Linked DNA regions of Mus musculus: all the other regions are linked to region 2. Evidence: chromatin contacts called from public ChIA-PET and Hi-C data. All regions are on one chromosome and are shown on one strand. Each heading gives the region's core, a stretch centred on a gene start, on an enhancer-like site or on the middle of the called end of the contact. The rest is flanking DNA. Distances are from core to core; before and after follow the strand shown. Region 1 has its middle 48 kb from the start of Ubac2. Region 2 holds the start of Zic2 (zinc finger protein of the cerebellum 2). Region 3 overlaps Ubac2 (ubiquitin associated domain containing 2).

The links. Hi-C and Micro-C count contacts between places; a contact is called where the count stands out from the background. ChIA-PET counts read pairs in DNA pulled down with a chosen protein or histone mark.
Region 1: a contact with region 2 is called in an RNA polymerase II ChIA-PET map of memory CD8 T cells, with 11 read pairs. The contact joins the enhancer-like site here to the promoter of Zic2 in region 2. A contact is called at or near these places in 3 of 39 promoter capture datasets (the HPC-7 cell line, liver and neutrophils), 1 of 115 datasets of contacts at active chromatin or transcription factors (memory CD8 T cells) and 2 of 9 other capture datasets (liver and macrophages).
Region 3: a Hi-C map of group 2 innate lymphoid cells shows a contact between it and region 2, with 4 times the contacts expected there. The contact joins the enhancer-like site here to the promoter of Zic2 in region 2. A contact is called at or near these places in 3 of 484 Hi-C or Micro-C datasets (B cells, LSK cells and group 2 innate lymphoid cells) and 1 of 115 datasets of contacts at active chromatin or transcription factors (large pre-B cells).

What each region holds. Positions count from the first base shown.
Region 1 is chr14:121,828,793-121,831,795 of GRCm38.p6, forward strand. It overlaps the pseudogene Gm9395. Among named protein-coding and RNA genes, the nearest start is that of Ubac2, 48 kb to the right of the region's middle. Within about 2 kb of position 1,514, at least 44 of the 459 cell types and tissues checked have an H3K27ac peak or open chromatin away from gene starts, as enhancers often do. A contact at or near this core is called in memory CD8 T cells, where this site is marked.
Region 2 is chr14:122,474,104-122,477,080 of GRCm38.p6, forward strand. Zic2 (zinc finger protein of the cerebellum 2) reads left to right here and starts at 1,281. Exons shown (of 3, transcript NM_009574.3): 1 at 1,281-2,644. The coding sequence starts at 1,573. 2610035F20Rik (RIKEN cDNA 2610035F20 gene) reads right to left here and starts at 1,096. Exons shown (of 5, transcript NR_045046.1): 1 at 800-1,096; 2 at 345-499.
Region 3 is chr14:121,937,187-121,940,235 of GRCm38.p6, forward strand. The region is part of intron 4 of Ubac2 (ubiquitin associated domain containing 2); the gene reads left to right. Among named protein-coding and RNA genes, the nearest start is that of Gpr18, 23 kb to the left of the region's middle. Within about 2 kb of position 1,640, at least 117 of the 459 cell types and tissues checked have an H3K27ac peak or open chromatin away from gene starts, as enhancers often do. A contact at or near this core is called in B cells, LSK cells and group 2 innate lymphoid cells, where this site is marked.

The sequences.
Region 1 (3,003 bases), core at 264-2,763, 650 kb before region 2:
TAATCATCTTAAAATGTCAGTTCTTGCCAATTTGATTTCTAGATTCAACGTAACCTAAATTTAAATACCGAAGTTATTGATAGGTTGGTTCTGAAGTTGGCATGGGCAAGCAGTAATAGCCAACACAATACAGAAGAAAAAGAACAATGTTGGAGGACAAACACCACTCAGCTTCAAGACTTACTATAAAACTACAGTACCCAAGACAATGAAGAATAATGAGAAAAAAAAGAACCACTAAATCGGTTAAAAAGAGGGCTCCTGTACATAAACCAAGCGCCCTTGGACAAAAAGGAGGCTGTTGGGGACAGAACTGGAAGGTCAAAGCAGCAAGCATTGCAAGAGAAAGATCTCTCTATGCTACAGAGTGAGTGAAAGACCGGCCTGGGCAACTTAGCAAGACCTTGTCTCAAAAAAATCTTAAAGGTATAAAAGGGGATAGGATATATTTCAGAGACACTTGGACAAGGATATAAGTTCTGTCACCAGTAACAAAACCAAAAATAGCAAAGGCAAGACAATGGAGGAAGAGGGACCTTTGTCAAATGATGCTGGGATACTGGGCATCCGACACCAAAAGTAAATACAGATGCAGATCTGATGCCCATCAGAAAATTTAACAAAAATGGCTTGTCGGTGTAAAATAAAAGAAAGTAATAAAACTCCCAGAGACAGCAAGCAAAAACCAAGATGACTTGAACTTGGTGGTGACTTTGTGGATATAAAATCCTCAGTAAAAGAGAGAATTAGTAAATTGGGCTTCCTTAAAATTGAAAGTCTTCTCTATGAGAAACTGCCACGTGGATGAGAAGATGGGCCATCACCCAGGAAACAGTGGTGAAAGGGGAATCTGGAAAAGAGCTATTTTCCAAAGTAAAACCCAACAATAAGAAAAAACTTGATTTAAAAACAGGCTTGAAGATATTTTCTAAAACTCTTTTGGGGAGTTCATTTTAGCCTACCCTGACCTTGAACTTGCTATGTAGCAGAGTATGACCCTGAACTCTAGATCCACCTCCGGGATGCTGGTGCTGGGATTACAGGTGTGTACAGCTGTATCACCATGCTTGGCTGAAAGACCTTAGAAGACCCTCCCTAAAGAAGACAGACATATAGGTGGCAAATGAGCATGTGGGAGGATGTTTCACACCTTCTATCAGGATGCTTCACACCTTCTATCAGCAGGATGTGTCTCACCTTCTAGCAGAAGGGAAATTAACTTGAGACAACTCTGAGATCTTGCCAGCGCTGCTTGAGTCCAGAGCACCAAGGCTACAAATGCTAGCGTGAAGCAGCAGGCACCTCTACTCTCTCCTGACTGGGTCTGTGTGGGGTTGAAGGGAGCTGTTTCTCAGAGTCTGGGGCATTTGAATCCTTGGTCTGCAGTTGGCACAGCTGGCAGAGGTTTATGAGGCATGGCCTTGATGGAGGAACTGTGTCACTGGGGGCAGACTTGGGGGTTTCAAAAGCCACAGCACCATTTCCAAGTCACTCTTTGTTCTTCCTGCCTGTGGCTTAAGATACGAGCTCTCTGCTTGTGGTTCTGTCAGTGGGGTTTGCCTGTGCAGTACTCCCCCAGCAAGACAGTGAACTGTAAGCCCCAGGTAAACCTTCCCTTCTGTAAGTTGCCTTGGTCTTGGTGCTTTATCGCAGGAACTGAAAAGAAACCGATACAGTCTGGCTCCTCTACGTGACGTTTTGGCAATTTGTTTTTTACTCTTTAAATACATGTGTGTGCACTTGTTAACATCGTGGGGGTATCCATGTTGCGGGTGTGGATGACCCTGTGTGCACATTCATGGGGATGAAAAGACAACCTTGGGTGTCATCCCCAGGAACTTCGTCTCCTTCAGTCAAGGTCTCTCACGGATTTGGAGCTCACCAGTAGGATTGGCTGGCTGGCCAGCAGGCTCCAGGGATCATCTCGCCTCCACTTCCCCAGCACAGAGAATCCAAGTGTGCGCGGACTCAAGGCGCACTTTCACACGGGTTCTGGGGGCCAAACTGAGTCCTCTTGTTTATGAGGCACACACTGACTGAGTTATCTCCCCAACCTCAATTTTGGCAGTTTCCTATAGAATTAGATGTATATAAATTATATGACCCAGTACTTGCACTACTTGACGTTTACGCTAAAGAATTCAAACTGTGAAGACCTTGCGTGGTGAATAAGGAAGCCGGAAGTGGGCCTACCTCTCCTTTTCTCAGGCTGCCAGGAAGATGGCGGACTTTCAGACAGAGTGTGCTTACCAAACCAGCCTACAATCTTTCAAAACAAGAAGTGTGTTTTGCTGGGAGAAACCGGCAAGGAAAAACTCCCTTGGCGCTACAAGAACATCAGTCTAGAACTCAAGATGCCCACGGAGGACATCGAGGGCACCCACATAGACAAGAAATGCCCCTTCACTGGTAATGTCTCCATCCGGGAGGTCGGATCCTGTCTGGTGGTGTAAGGAGGATGAAGATGCAGAGGATCATTGTCATCCACCAGGACCATCTCCATTACATCCGAAAATACATTCGCTTTGAGAAGTGGCACAAGAACATGTCTGTGCACCTGTCCCCCGTTTCACTGTTGAAGAGTTCAGGCCCCTGAACAAGATTGTTCTGTTCAATGTGCTCAAGGTCACCAAGGCTGCTGTCACCAAGATGCAGCTTCAGAAGTTCTAAGGGGACTCTGGCCAATGCCCTACAGCAAATTCAGTTATTTTCCAACTTAAATATATATATATATATATATATATATATATATATGAATTGAAACTATGTTCACACACCAAGCTCCACACTGATGGTTCTGTCCATAATGTCGAAACTTTAAAACAACCAAGAGTTGATAGATGAATTGTGATACATCTCTGATCTGAAATGGACTATTACTCTGTGATAAAAATGAGGCCAGCCTGATCTACAGAGTGAGTTCCAGGACAGCTAGGACTACAAAGAGAAACCCTGTCTTGAAAAACAAAAAACAAAACAAAAAATTACTAGACTATGAAATAA
Region 2 (2,977 bases), core at 31-2,530:
AGCCACAGAGCCAGACGCGCGAACGAAACCCTGCATGCTGGCAGGCCCAGTCTATGGGTGCGTTGGGCCGCTGCTGCAGCTGCACAACCCAAGCGGGGCTCAGGGAAGGTGGGGCGGGCTGGGCGAAGGATTGACGAGGCCGTGATGGCCAATAGCGGTTTCTGGAGGGCGGGATGGGCGGGAGTCCCCGTTAAAGGGGCGGTGTGACCAGGAGGCCGAGCCTTGGATAAGGAGGGAGGGATACCCGGGCGGGAGACCCGGCGGGTACGCGGGGGAGGGGAGAGGAAAAGGAGGGGACAAAAAATAAAAAAATAAAAGGCTGCTGCTGCGGCCTCAGCGCCCACCGAAATAAACAGAGGCGGTGGCGAAGGCTGCCCACTGCAGCCGCGAGAGAGGAAGAACTCGTGTTGGCCTCCTAGCATTTGCTTGTGCCGAGGACTTCGCTCTGTCCTCGCTGATGCGAGCACTCATTCCCGGACTAGCGCCCAGAACAGATCGGCTGGAGGAAGGGGGAGAACCAGAGAACACTTTTTTATTGTTGTTATTGTTTTTCAGACTAGCCTCACCCTGCTCCCCTCCCCCTCCTCGCCTTCTCCCCTCCCACAGTCCCCCCCTCCCCTGCTCCTCCCCCTCCCTCCTCCTCCAGCCCAACTTAAAGAAAGAGGGGACGACGCGCCCGTTTCCTTCATCTAGGGGAATTCGTGACCGCTGCAAGTTTACTACTCCGGGCGTCGCCAATGCCAAGCTCGGAGGGCCAAGAGGGCTAAACCCCCGCAGCAACCGCGAAGCCGAACAATACCGGCAGCGCTCTGGGCGGCGTGAGCAAGGCCTCGGGGGAGGGAGCGGCCACCCGAGAGCGCCGTGGACTCGACGCCTAGCCTCCTCCTCCCGGCTGCCCAGCGCCCCTGCGGAGATCAGGTGGAGCGGCGGGTGCGCCAGGCTCTGGGGCTGGCGGAGCTTGTTGCTGTCCGCTCCCTGCCAGCTTGTGTGCGCACAGCCACTGCCCTAGGGCACTGTGGCCCCGCAGCCGCGTTGACTTCATTCGGCGGATGCCGCTGATCTCAGCCAGGCTCCTGGTCCGCCGGCAGTACAAGGCAGCTAGCGAGTGAGTGCGTGCGTGCGTGCGCGCGCGGGGGCGCGCAGGGGTGGGGGCCGCGGCGCTGAGCTCGCCCTCCGGCGGCCCCCCTCTCCTCCGCTCCCCACACCTCCCTCCGCTCCCTCCTCCCGCCCGCCCTCCCCTGCCCTGCCCGCCCGCCCCCGCCGCAGCTCCTTTAATACACTTTGGTTCTCCGCCTGGCTTTGGACTCTTCTCCTCCTCCACCTCCTCCTCCCGCGCCTCCTCCGCCGCCGCCTCCTCTTCCTCTCCGCGCCTTCGCTCGGTGCCCGGCCGCCTGAGGCAGATACAGGCGGCGGCGGCGGGCGCACCAGCCCGGCTCCCGAGACTGCAGTCGCCAGTATTTCCACCGCCGGTTCACGGAGCCGGGCGTCCAGAGGACGCGCCTCGCCGATCCGAAGAGGAAATCCAGGCGGCGGGGTTCACCGGCGCCGGCGGGGCGGCCGGGCGCGCTGGCCATGCTTCTGGACGCGGGGCCGCAGTTCCCGGCCATCGGGGTGGGCAGCTTCGCGCGCCACCACCACCACTCGGCCGCGGCAGCGGCGGCTGCGGCGGCCGAGATGCAGGACCGCGAGCTGAGCCTGGCGGCAGCTCAGAACGGCTTCGTGGACTCGGCCGCGGCGCACATGGGCGCCTTCAAGCTCAACCCCGGGGCACACGAACTGTCTCCTGGTCAGAGTTCGGCGTTCACGTCGCAAGGTCCGGGTGCTTACCCGGGTTCGGCTGCTGCAGCCGCTGCGGCCGCGGCTCTAGGGCCCCACGCCGCACACGTTGGCTCCTATTCGGGGCCTCCCTTTAATTCCACCCGGGACTTCCTGTTCCGCAGCCGGGGCTTCGGGGACTCGGCGCCGGGAGGCGGGCAGCACGGGCTCTTCGGACCCGGCGCCGGCGGCCTTCACCACGCGCACTCGGACGCGCAGGGCCACCTTCTTTTCCCTGGCCTCCCGGAGCAGCACGGGCCGCACGCCTCGCAGAACGTGCTCAATGGGCAAATGCGCCTAGGGCTGCCGGGCGAGGTGTTCGGGCGCTCGGAGCAATACCGCCAAGTGGCCAGCCCGCGGACCGACCCCTACTCGGCGGCGCAGCTCCACAACCAGTACGGCCCTATGAATATGAACATGGGGATGAACATGGCAGCGGCCGCAGCCCACCACCACCATCACCACCACCACCCTGGTGCCTTTTTCCGCTACATGCGGCAGCAGTGCATCAAGCAAGAGCTCATCTGCAAGTGGATCGACCCGGAGCAGCTAAGCAATCCCAAGAAAAGCTGCAACAAAACTTTCAGCACCATGCACGAGCTGGTGACCCACGTCTCTGTGGAGCACGTCGGCGGCCCGGAACAGAGCAACCACGTCTGCTTCTGGGAGGAGTGTCCACGCGAGGGCAAACCCTTTAAGGCCAAATACAAACTGGTCAACCACATCCGCGTGCACACTGGCGAGAAGCCCTTCCCCTGTCCTTTCCCGGGCTGTGGCAAGGTCTTCGCACGCTCCGAGAACCTCAAGATCCACAAAAGAACTCATACAGGTAATCGTGGGTCAGCAGTGGGAAGAGGCACCTCGAGGAGAAATAAATGCACAGACTGAGCGTGTGTGTGTGTGTGTGTGTGTGTGTGTGTGTGTGTTCGTACGCGTTGGGGAATGACCATCAGCCAGGGACCTGGAATGGGAGAGCGCAGGACAGCCAGGGCTTGTTTTTGTTGGAGGATGGTAAGAGTATTATTAGACTGGGATTTTTCCATGTGCGGAAATTGAACTTTTAAACGATCAGCGTAATACCAAATATATGCTTGGAGTGATGCGATTGCCACCCCCCACCCGCCCGTCCTGCTCAATATTTCCGTTCTAAATAGAGCGCACA
Region 3 (3,049 bases), core at 390-2,889, 540 kb before region 2:
CTTTGGTCACAGCATGCACCAGGGGGATCTTGTTGTCTCTGCTGTCCCTCGACGTGCACCAGTGAGAATGTCCTTAATACCCAACGCACGCAGCTACTGTGGAACTCCCCATCTGCTGATTACCAGTTGGTTCCCGGATTCTTTTGCAGGAATCATTGCCTAAGAGATGCTAGGTATAAAAGGAGTACAAGAATTGAGTTAGATTTCTGGCGTGGAGCTCAGAAGGAGAGTGCACACATGTTCCTGGACTCACATGAAAAGAAAATTGGGGTCAGTCATAGCTTTAAAAGATGGAAATATTTTGTTTGTTTTGTTTTTATTTTTAAATCATTTGTCCGGCCATACCTAGAAGCACAGAATCCGTTCATTTGCATTTTCATAGAATATCTTTCTCATGCAAAAAGTTCTCAAACTTTTGCTTTGATGCAGAGTTTTCGAGTCTGGTACCTTGTATCTAACCCTTGGCCTTGAGTCAGATGTGAACTGTTCCCCTCACACCTGTCCTGGCCATTGGGATGTACCCAGCTATCCTCAGAGTAACCCCGGGAGGGAGGCGGGGCTTCATGGAGGAACCAGGCTCCGCAGCACCTCAGAGCTGTTTCCTGTGAGCTGCTGGGAGAAGCAGCACAGTGGTAGGAGGCAGGAGGGGAAGAGGCTTCAAGTGAGCCGGTCCTGCTTGTGCCCTTGGCAGTGGAGAATGTTAGGGAAGGAAGGACAGCCAGTCCTGGAGATGCTAACGGTGCCTTCAGCGTCACAGTGCTCTGCCCTCACTCACTAACTCTCCCTTGGGGCTTGGTTTATGTGGTAAGACACTTAAACTTCATCTTGCCAGGGTATCTAATGTATCCTGTTTAAAAGGCTCTGTGAGCGATCACCAGAAGGTTATGGGAAACATGATTTTGTACTCCAACACAAAGGACAGTGACATCGTTAAATAAAACTATAGTCACCTCAGTGTTGGCACTTTTGACATCGAGGCCTTATCTCTTGCTCTTTTGGATAATTTCTCGCTGTGCAGTCCAGGCTAGCCTGGAACTCTTTATAAACTGTGAACTCATAATTCCTCCTACCTCAGCCTGAGTGGTGATATTACAGTCATGTGTACATCATCATACTTTGATGTCCATTGTAGCACCCCTAGCTTCCCCGCACGGTTTCCAGGTGTTACCAAATGATGCCCAAGGGGACTGCTCAGTGGCAGGTCATGGTCTGTGTAGTATGAGGTAAATAGAACCTTGGGAAGAGTTGGTTCCACCCTAGAGGAGCTCACGGCCTGTGAAGCCTGTTGAAGCCTCTGATCAGACAGGATATTCTAACAGTTGACTGAAATAGGCTTGGTGGAGGCTATTAGTAAAAACTTGTTTCAGAGAAGTTTAACATCTGTTTTCATTTCTGCTTTTTAAGGCTTGGCTCCTCAATTCCTTTGCTTCAGCTGTCTTCCTCTTGGACTTAAAATATTTGAGTATGTCACAATTTCCAGTCCGATAGGAAATAGACTTTCTTCAAACAGAAATAAAAGTGTGAATAACTTCAGGATTGGATGATGGAAAATCTTGTGCGAGTCAAGTCAAACTCAGGTGACAGCAAAGTAGATCACCTCGCGCAGGGGAAGTGGAAGTGTAGTTGTAGTCAAGATTCGCTTCCTGTTCTTGTTTATCGTTGGAAAGTTGCACCTTATGAAAGATTTTAGATTCAGATCATTGTATTGTTCTAAGAAAAATTTCAAAATCCTAACCACGCTTTGGTAACCATAGCAAGATACACAACACCAAAAATAATCTCATACCTATTTGAGGATGGAGTTGAATTTTTGTGTATGTTGCACGTTGATTACTGAAATAGCTATGTTCTGTTCTCTGAGGTGAGAGGAGGACAGGCCTGTGGCACTTCTGAGGGGCCAGGCATGGGGCAGACCTGCATGACTGTCAGCAAGTAACACAGCATTGTGAGTGCATCTGGCTGACTGAGCAGGACACCCTAGATAGCACAAAGCCAGAGTCAACTTACGACTCTTCTTTCTGATGAAATCTCACCATGGACTCCATATTTAATACCACTTGCGACATAATACTGAGGTTCCGAGGGTGACCTATCATGACTTCTGTGGCTGATACTTAAATTACATTAAGTTAAGATACATTAAGTAGACACTTAAATATTTAAGAAATAACAAGACCAAGTTTCATTTTGTCAATCAATACTAACAACAACATGGAGAGAATATATGGAGCTGGAGAGATGGCTCAGTGGTTAAGAGTATAGATTGCTCTTCCAGAGGTCCTGAGTTCAATTCCAGCAACCACATGGTGGCTCACAATGAGAAAGCAATGGTGTATTCATATACATATATATTTTTTAAATCTTTAAAAAAAAAACAACAACAAAACCCTGGAAGTTGCTACTTGTGTAAAATAAAAATATATAGGAGAATACACAAGTAAACTACCTCCACATTTCTATCATGGAAGCTTTAAAATACACTGCTGATAAGCTCCCAAAGTGTCTTGTGTTTAACAGCATTGAAAACGGTCTCAGAAGACAAGGTTGTCATCACCAGCCCCTCACACCGTGCAGTAGAACAGTATGGGCTGTGAGATCAGCCAGTACACTCAGACTGGCAAGGTCAGAGACAGTGGGCTCTGTGTAGGAGGACTGTGGAGGACTTCTTGAGTTCTTATCAAAAGAATGAATATTTCCCCCAAATCAAATTGCCTAAAATACTGGAGCGACCACATCCAGCTCCAGAAGGTAACTGCTAGCTTCATAGATAGACCTAACATGGTACTCACCTCAAAAATACTTCTTAAAAAAAAGAAAGAAAGAAAATATATAGAGTAACATTATAATATGAATATTAAGTTAATTCTATTTGAGAAAAAAATTGGTAGAAATTTACTTTTTTTCTTAAAATTTTAAACTTCCTTTTTTTCCCATTTTTTATTGGATATTTTCTTTATTTAGATTTCAAATGTTATCCCCTTTCCCTGTTTCCCTCCCTCCTGGATACACCCTATCACATCCTCCCTTCCTCCCTTGCTTCTATGATGGT